Linked DNA regions of Hordeum vulgare: region 1 is linked to region 2. A link is a contact called in public Hi-C data. All regions are on one chromosome and are shown on one strand. The core of a region is the stretch at or near the end of the contact, and the rest is flanking DNA. Distances in the headings are between cores, read along the strand shown. Region 1 holds the start of LOC123446623 (cytochrome P450 72A397-like). Region 2 holds the start of LOC123448977 (DNA (cytosine-5)-methyltransferase CMT2-like).

Region 1 (4,619 bases), core at 1,906-4,405, 340 kb before region 2:
CTGTAGAAGGTGCGGAAGAGGGCCAACAAGGGAATCACCCCCAGGAATCCTTCACAGAGGTAGGCGAAGGTGGCGAGGAGGAAGATGGAGTTGGGTGGATATGGAGCGTGTGGATCTGGTAGTGCTCCATAACCACGCTCAAGAAGTCCAGGAAGGGATGGAGCAGATCTCCGAAGATGAAGAGGAAGAATAAGTGGAACATCGTCAGCGATAGTCCCACGGTCGACTTCGAGCCCGGCCATATCTAGGTGTCCCCGTGCTCATTATGAGCATTGGCCGTGAGCAACATGAGCTTCTCCAGCTCCTCCTGATTGTTGATGGTGGAGGGCAACAACGTTGGCTCCACTTGTGCTCCGATAGCAGCAACACCCCTCTTCGATGACATTGCAATGGAGAGGCGACAATGGAGGCAAAGAAGGAGGCGGGAAAGGAGAACAGCGAGCGATGCATGCGTAGGGAAGGAGAAGTAGTGCGCAAGGGAAGCATATGGCGAAAGGCAAGCACAGATGGTTTTGCCCGACGTGCACGATATTTTTAAGGCAGATGTGGAGTTCCCGAGGCGTCGTGGGAGAAGTGGGTACGTCCCATCCCATCATGGCTGACACACGTCACCTCCTGGCCCGGCTGTTCGTCACGACCCGCAGAGCTTCGACCCGCGTCGTTTCATGCTTCACTTGTGAAACGTGCGTGCCGCGGGCCTGGGGCTACTGTCAATTCAATGGAACCAAGGTACCATGACCCATCTACCACCGGCCCAGTAGTCCATGCGGAGAAGGCCCAGTGCGGCATCTAGCCCACTGAGCAACTTGGAAGCACCCCGTGAGGCTCCGCCTTTGCGAGGATTGACCTTTATCTAAGAGGGACCCACCAGACGCTTGTTCGTCACCAGCAAGAGGCCTCACAAGGCCTTCCCTGAGAGGCCACTCCCCGCAAGACTCACTACTTAAAAGGGTCGTTCAATATTGGCCACACAAGGGTCCGCGGTCCACATGGATATTGTGCAGCTTCAGCAGAGGAGGCAAGGACGACGCCAGCGGGCACCATAGAAGAATCTTTCCCCTTTGGTGATAATGGATGCCATGTAGTTGTCCCTCACGAAGGCGATTTCCGAGTTTACCCAATTGGTGCAAGGAGACAACGTGACACATGGCGCCAGTACGGACGTCATCGGCGAGCCCACGAGTGCGTCATGGACGACGCCTTTGGCGGGACGAAGACCACCTTTGTTTGGAAAGCTTGGATGCTTGCCACCTTCAAATTGTTGACATGTGGTCGCCCTTTTCCCGCCAATATTTTGGGAAGAGAGGCCCATGACAAAGAGAAGAGGGGCACGTAGCTACCGTAGGAAGGAGGACTAATGGTGGAGTTCCCATTTCCCCTGTAGAGTTCTTCTTATTCCTTGTAGATTATAACACTTGTGCAACACAACAGAGAAGAAGAACACAAAGCAGGAATAGAGTTTTACACCGCAAGGTGGCCCGAACCTGGGTAAAACTCCGGCATCCTTCTTGTTCTCCGCATGTGAGCCATGGTCGTAGGAGAGAACCGAGGTCATAGGTGCACCCAATTCCCCAGCGTTTGAACCGGGTTCTTGAGAGGTTTTCCCATAGGCACAAAACTAATCTCCGACAAGGTGGCCCTTCTCTGGTGGTTCTTCGCTCTAGTATTTCATGCTTGTTCCAGAAAAAATTATCAAAAAGTTACGGGTGATTTTGAGAACTTTTATTTTCTGCACAAAAACAACACCACATTAATTCTGCTGAAAACATCGCTAGTCCGGGTTAATTCCAATTAAATCGTATAAAATGCATCAAATCCATATGAAAGTATTGTAAACATAGGTAAATATGGCATGAATACTTCATAAATTATCGATACATTGCAGACATGTCAGGAGGTTTATTCAACAAGAACACAACAAGTTTTGTGATGTGCTTGGCGTGGGCGACTTGGTATGATCTTTTGCTCTTTCATTCCTATGTTCATGTTTGTTTGATCTTGTGTAATTTGCTATTACATTGTGGCCTTCTCTTTGATTGTGTAGGCATTCCAAAGTTTGGAAGCCTTCAATGCCGGATGTAAGAACAAGCCAATGCTGAAGATGGGGTGATGAGGCCGAGGGGCATGGCTAACTCCAAAATTGACGAGAAGCGTGATGCAGCATCCTTCTTCTTGCAAGAAACTTTGCAAGGCATGAAGACTCAAAAGGAAATAAAGAACGATGAGGAAGCGCCAAAAAAATAAAGAGCAAATGAAGATATATTTGAAGCTCCAAACGAAGAAGCTCGAAATGGAGGAGGCCGTCAAGAGGAGGAAGCTTGACATGAAGGAGGCCGGCCAAGCGAAGAAGCTCACGATCGAGGCCACCAATGCCAACACCAAAGAAAAAAAGGTGATGCTAGCACTCATGACTGTGGACTTGGCAAACATATCCCCAAAGATAAGAAATTGGTTCGAGAAGCAGCAAAAGGAGATGTTCGGCATGAACTAGAGAGGTCACTCTCACGAACTATGATAGTTTTTTTTTGTACGTTGACGTGTATGCCGGTCCTTGACTTTGTTGCCTGCGTGAATCCTTGGGGGTTCATCATTTTGAAATCTGGCAAGCGTGCAGGCCTTTGGCTTTGTTGCCGGCTATGAAACTTCGAGGGTTGATCATTTTGTAGGCTAACATGTGTGTCAGTCATGGCGTTCTGACCAACAAAAACTATGATCGATGACATGAACTACAATTGTGATGTCAATTTCGGTATCCTATCCTTTTGCAAAAATTTCAAGCGACCGGACGAAATGTGTTCGCCCGTTGAACGTAAGGGCGACACAAAACATATAAAAAGTCGGCCGCTATCTCCTTTACGTGACCCAACGGGACAAAATTGATAAAATGAACATGGTTTGGAGTTGGCGACACTGACCAGTTGTTCGTTCGAACGTTTGGGGAGGATACAAGAACTCTGTTGTAGACGCTGGAAGCGCGGTGGTGGGTAGAATAGTCCGTCTGTCTTTTCGTCGTAGCACCAAGCCAAAGTCCAGATGAGACTGCGACAGCTTTGGTATTGACACTGAAGGTCATAGTATCATTCTCTTACTGGCCAAATGATGTTGATGGCGCACATGTGCAGCTCCATCCATCTATATAACCTCACGCCTGTACCGTGCATTCAACTGCATCACATCACATCAGCTTCTATTACTGGTTTTCTTCACCCGAGTCAAGACTTGAGAGCTATGGTTGCTGGAGCGTTCTTGGCAACTGCAGCCTCGGTGCCATGGAGATGGAGACCGAGCCTCCTCCTGCTCCTGACCCTTGTGCTCCTGTGGCAGCTCTGCCGGTTGCTGCACCGGCTGTGGTGGCGGCCGCGGTGTCTCGAGCGGGAGCTCCGGTCCAAGGGCCTCCGCGGCACGTGCTACCGCTTCCTCACCGGCGACCTCAGGGAGCAGGGCCGGCGGAACAAGGACGCCTGGTCGAGGCCGCTGCCGCTGCGGTGCCACGACATCGCCCCTCGCGTAGCACCGCTCCTCTGTGATTCCATCCGGGAGCACGGCAAGGTGAGCCTCTCGTGGTTCGGCCCAATCCTCAAGGTCACCATCGCCGACCCCGAGCTTGCCAGGAGCGTGCTGTCCGACAAGTCTGGGCACTTCGAGAAGCCCAAGTTCCCGGCGCTGTGGAGGCTGCTCGCCAACGGCCTCTTGAACCACGAGGGCGATAAGTGGGTCAAGCACAGGCGGCTCCTCAACCCTGCGTTCCATCTGGAGAAGATCAAGGTAACAATCTCAGTTTCAGTTTCAGTGCATATTATCTGAGAACCATTTGCTGCGATACAATTGACATGTGGAACGGAACGTGTACGATTCTGCAGTGCATGCTGCCAGAGTTTTCTGCGTGCTGTGAAGAGTTGGTCCGCAGATGGACGGAGTCCATCGGCTCTGATGGTACGCGCGAGCTCGATATTTGGCCGGAGCTCAAAAACCTGTCCGGTGATGTCATTTCTCGCACCGCATTCGGCAGCAGCTACCTTGAAGGAATGAAGATATTTCAGCTGCAAACCGAGCAAGCAGAGCGCCTCGTGACAAACATTCGGAGGATTCTTATTCCCGGTTACTTGTGAGTTAGTACTACCAACTGAATTTACAGATTTCTTTCTTTTGGGGGGAACTGAATTTACAGTTACACTTGATAACACTCTTTGTAACGGGAAGTGCACGCTATATTTCAGATCTTTGCCAACCCCAAACAATAGAAGGATGTATCAGGTGAACAACGAGATTGAATCGATTATACGAAGTTTAATTGTGAAAAGAACTAAAGCGATCAAGGAAGGTGAAAGGACCAAAGATGACTTACTTAGCTTATTGCTAAAGTCAAACATGATGCATATAGATAATAATGGTCAATCCGACATGGGGATGACAATCGAAGATGTCATCGAGGAGTGCAAGACGTTCTTCTTGGCAGGAATGGAGACAACATCGGTACTACTCACATGGACCATGATCGTTCTAAGCATGCACCCAGAGTGGCAGAACCGTGCAAGGGAGGAGGTCCTAGATTTGTTTGGGAAAAGCAAACCTGGATACGAAGGCCTAAACCGACTTAAAACGGTAAATATTTACTTGCC
Region 2 (4,259 bases), core at 1,167-3,666:
AGCGGTGTGGAGGCATAATGCTCCCCAAGATGCCACTAAGGCCACCGTATTCTCCTTGCGCCCTCACACAATGCAAGGTGCCGTGATTCCACTAGTGGTGCCCTTGAAGGCAGCGATCGAACCTTTACAAACTAGGTTGGGACAATCTCCACAGATGAATTAAAAGGCTCCCAACAAGACTGCGAAGCTTCACCACAATGGAATATGGCTTCGAGGTGACCTCAACCGTCTAGGATGCTCAAACACCCAAGAGTAACAAGATCCGCGAGGGATTAGTGGGTGGAATCACATTTCTCTTGGTGGAAGTGTAGATCAAGGCCCTCTCAACCGAATCCTAGAGTATCAACAAGTTTTGTTGGGTAGGGAGAAAGATCGGGCGAAAATGGAGCTTGGAGCAACAATGGAGCTTATGGTTGGGAAATGTGAAGTTCTGTGGAAAGAAGAACCCCTTTATATAGTGGGGGAAAGAATCTAACCGTTACCCACTTGTTTTGCCCGTACCAGAGCAGTACTACCACTCCTGGGAGCGGTACTACCGATGATAAGAGATAGTACCGCTCCAGAGTGAGCGGTACTACCGCTCAGGCGGAGGGCAACAATCTGAGTGGAGAGCAGGGGTTGGTAGTACTGCCGGAGCGGTACTACCGCTCATAAGAGGTAGTACCGCCTACTATATCCGCTCAGGATCAGCTGCGGTCCCACCCGAGAAGAACCGAGGATTTCCAGCACGATAATAACAAGCGGTACTACCGCCCTATACTACCGCTTCAGAAACCGCAAAGTCCTACACGAAAAGTGTCGAGACCCACGGGCAGCGGTACTAGCCAGCGGTACAAGCTGGGCTACTTCCGCCCTAGAGTGGTACTACCGCCGGCCTGGGCAGTAATACCGATGATAAGAGGTAGTACCGCTCACGAGAGCGGTACTATCGCTTGGGTCCTTCTGCGTAGGGTTGGGCAAGGAAAGAAGCTCCATTGATGCGAAAAAGAGGGTGCGAGGGAAAGTCTATGTGATGATTCCACCCAGACTTTTCCGAGGCAGACCCTCTCTTAATAGTACGACTTTTCTTATGACTCAAGTCCACTCATAATGAAACGTAAGAGAGAAAGCCGTCTTCATATCAATACATCGAGGGGCATGAATCATCTTTGTGCCAAATGAGGAAATACTTGAAAGGCTTAGTGCACACGATTAGTCCGCAAAAGTATTGTCATCAATCACCAAAACCATCAAGGTAGAAATATGCCCTTACACCTGCAACACACAATCCGGGTGGTCCAGCTCCCAATCTACCGATACCAACGCTCTATCAATTTTTGTGAGCGTGGGCACCTCTCTTTCATTACTCCAAGTGAACGTGCATCCATGCAGCAAGAGCTCCTTAAGGCCGTTGGAATCCACGAATCGTCTAAACTTGCTCATCATCCTCGTGTCCAGGTTGGTATTATTCTTGCCATCCGCTTGCAAAATGAGATTAAAATCTCTAATCACAAGCTACGGGCGAGGACAAAGCAGGTGCCGTGCCGAAAGCTCCTCCAAGATTTTTTTCCTGGTCTTCTGGCGGTCCGTAAACCACACATAGCCACCAAGACGAGCCCTCCATTGGCTGCACATAGGTTGTGATGAAGTTTGTATTACACACATGATTAGATATGTGTGCCACCGAGGAATTCCACACCAAAATGATATCATTCCTGGTCCCAACGATCGGTAAGTACGAGAAGCCATCATACGATGGCCCAAAGCATTGCATAATTATAAACTGATCAACTACATCAAGTTTGGACTCCTCGATGTAACATATCCTCGGTTTAAAGGAATCTATAAATTCTCTCAGCGCTTTTCTCTTCGTCGGACTGTTCAAACCACGAATATTTCAGCTCACCAAATCTAACTTTGCTCGTGACATAAAAAATGTCAACAACTCCAGGCCAAGCCACCAAATCTAAGTAGCTACCATCGCATGTCTCTTCATACCCAGCTCCATGGGCAGAGACTTGCCAAAGATCGCTGCAATGGTACGTAGATGCTTCTCCTGCAGAGGCGAGTCAAACATTCCCGGAGCTGACCAAGAGCCCCATGTGTGATCGCAAGTTCATCTCGGACAATACCAAACACCTTGAGAAGAACAACCTCGATTGCCGATGCCTTGGAACTCGTGGAACTAGAGCTGATCGATCGAGTGTTGCGACGTGATGATACATACAATCAAACTATATATGGATGATTTTTTTTGACCTGTTTTACATAGCCAGGTCCAATTAAGACACACGCAAAAAGGAAAAAAGTGAGACAGGTAATCAAACACGTCCATAATCCATCTGTTGACCCACATTCTAATACCATAGTCTCCTATTCTTCAGACGTAGTCTTGACCTCGTTGAAAATTAAGTTGTCTGAGAGCTCTATCAATGGAACACTCACCAGAAAAACAGCTAAATCCGAAAGTTACCTGAAAAAGGAATTCGATCCAGGAAGCAACTCGGGTTGTGAACTGACTACTGTACTGAGCTCTGGCCACATCGATTGACTTTACCTAATTTGGTTGCTCGGTCCAGTCAGCCCCGTACTCCCATGGAAACTCCGCCCCACAACCCCATCTCGCCTCCCTCCCCGCCTCCGGTCGCCGATGGCTCCCCGGCGGCCGACGCTGGGGCGGACGGAGAGGAGCCGGCGGGGGAGTTCAGCGCGGGGCTGGAACCCTTGTGGTCGCTCCTCTTCGGCACCCCGGAGGAGCTGGAGCCCATGTGGTCGCCGCCCAGGGGTTTCGACGTCGGCGCCGAGTTCGCCGCCGCGGCAGCGGTCCCGGATCCCCTGGTGGACGACGGAGGAGGGCCCTGGGACGGCGCCGAGTGGAGGTCAACGGGGCTCGTCGCCGGCGAGGGCGTGTCGGCGACGACCCGGGCGCCATCCCCGCCCACCGCGGCGCCGGGCTTCGCGGAGTTCGAGCCCCCAGCATCCGATTCCTCGGAAGGCGCTCCAGGGGTGAGGCCGCTCGAACACCTCGATGATTATTCACATATGCCGGAATCTCCGTCTACTCCTGTTGCTGTAGACATGCGGGAAAAGCTCGTGTTCCTCTCTGACACTACGCCGGTGCCGGGGTCTCCTCCGTCACCACGGGGGTCTTGGTTGGAAGCCAATCTAGAGGAGAATGCACCGACGTGCACGCTGAACACCACGTCGTCGCCTCCACAACTTCCGCCGGATGATGACGATTTGGTGGAGGCTCCCAAGTATTTCTCTCCTTTTTCAGAGAATATTGCCTCAGCAAGCATGGCTGCTGTTGATTTGAACGCAGAGTATGACCCCGAGGCGAATGCCCATGGTTGTGGTACTTCAGCTGCTACCAGTACAAATGACACATCCCTTCGGGGATCACGGAGGATTGCGAAGACCACGGCGGCAGCAAATGCCACTCCTTCAGAACCGAAAGCAGGCTCATTTAGATCCTCCAAACGGCGCCCTGTGGACTCAGACCTGGGAAGAAGCTCTGTAAGGCACAACCTTTCTGTATCCACCACTAAGCCGATCAGTGAGACCACCACTACTGCACCAGACACAGTTGATAAGCTGATCAAAGAGATTACCACTACTGCACCAAACACAGTGGATAAGCCGATCAAAGAGGCCACCACTACTGCACCGGCCACAGTTGATAGGCCGATCAAAGGGACTACCACTACACCGGACACAGTTGACTTGCGCAACAGGGTGGAACAGCATAGATCACCAGAAAATGTTAAGATGCAAAGCACCTCCAATGGCCATGAGAACAAAGGAGGTGGTCTCAGTAATCAGGTTGTGGTGGCTTTACCAGCGGTGAATTATAGGTGCGCCAAGCGCGGCGGAGTCTCTGTTCGCGCCCCAAGGAAGACTAAGACGGCTTTAAAGACATCATCGGTGGATTCAGACAGGGTACCACCTATTTCGCCAGTGGTAGACAGTGAACCTTCAACGCATAAAGCAGAGTCTTATCCTCATGTACGACCTAGCAAGTGTGATCTTGACGATCTTGACCCTGGGAACTGCTTGCCATCGGACAAAGTGGACAGTACTGCCATTTTACCGTGCAATGCAGTGTTAATGAGTGCGGAGTCGCACGTGGTCAGTGAGATGTCTCAACAGCACGATGGAAAATCTTCTAGGCCTCCAAAGGCAAAGAGGACGAGGGTATCGACAGGTAAATGCTCGCCAAATTTGAAGAGGACAAAGAAAAATAGTGGCTCAATTTGTGAGTCGCCAACTGTCACAATGAT

Evidence for each region. Hi-C and Micro-C count contacts between places; a contact is called where the count stands out from the background.
Region 1: a contact with region 2 is called in a Hi-C map of seedling, with 5 times the contacts expected there. The contact joins the promoter of LOC123446623 here to the promoter of LOC123448977 in region 2. A contact is called at or near these places in 2 of 6 Hi-C or Micro-C datasets (leaf and seedling).

The regions. Positions count from the first base shown.
Region 1 is chr4H:463,874,823-463,879,441 of MorexV3_pseudomolecules_assembly, reverse strand. It overlaps LOC123446623 (cytochrome P450 72A397-like), which reads left to right and starts at 3,155. Exons shown (of 4, transcript XM_045123194.1): 1 at 3,155-3,765; 2 at 3,861-4,105; 3 at 4,218-4,602. The coding sequence starts at 3,229.
Region 2 is chr4H:463,530,452-463,534,710 of MorexV3_pseudomolecules_assembly, reverse strand. LOC123448977 (DNA (cytosine-5)-methyltransferase CMT2-like) reads left to right here and starts at 2,416. Exons shown (of 21, transcript XM_045126037.1): 1 at 2,416-4,259. The coding sequence starts at 2,575.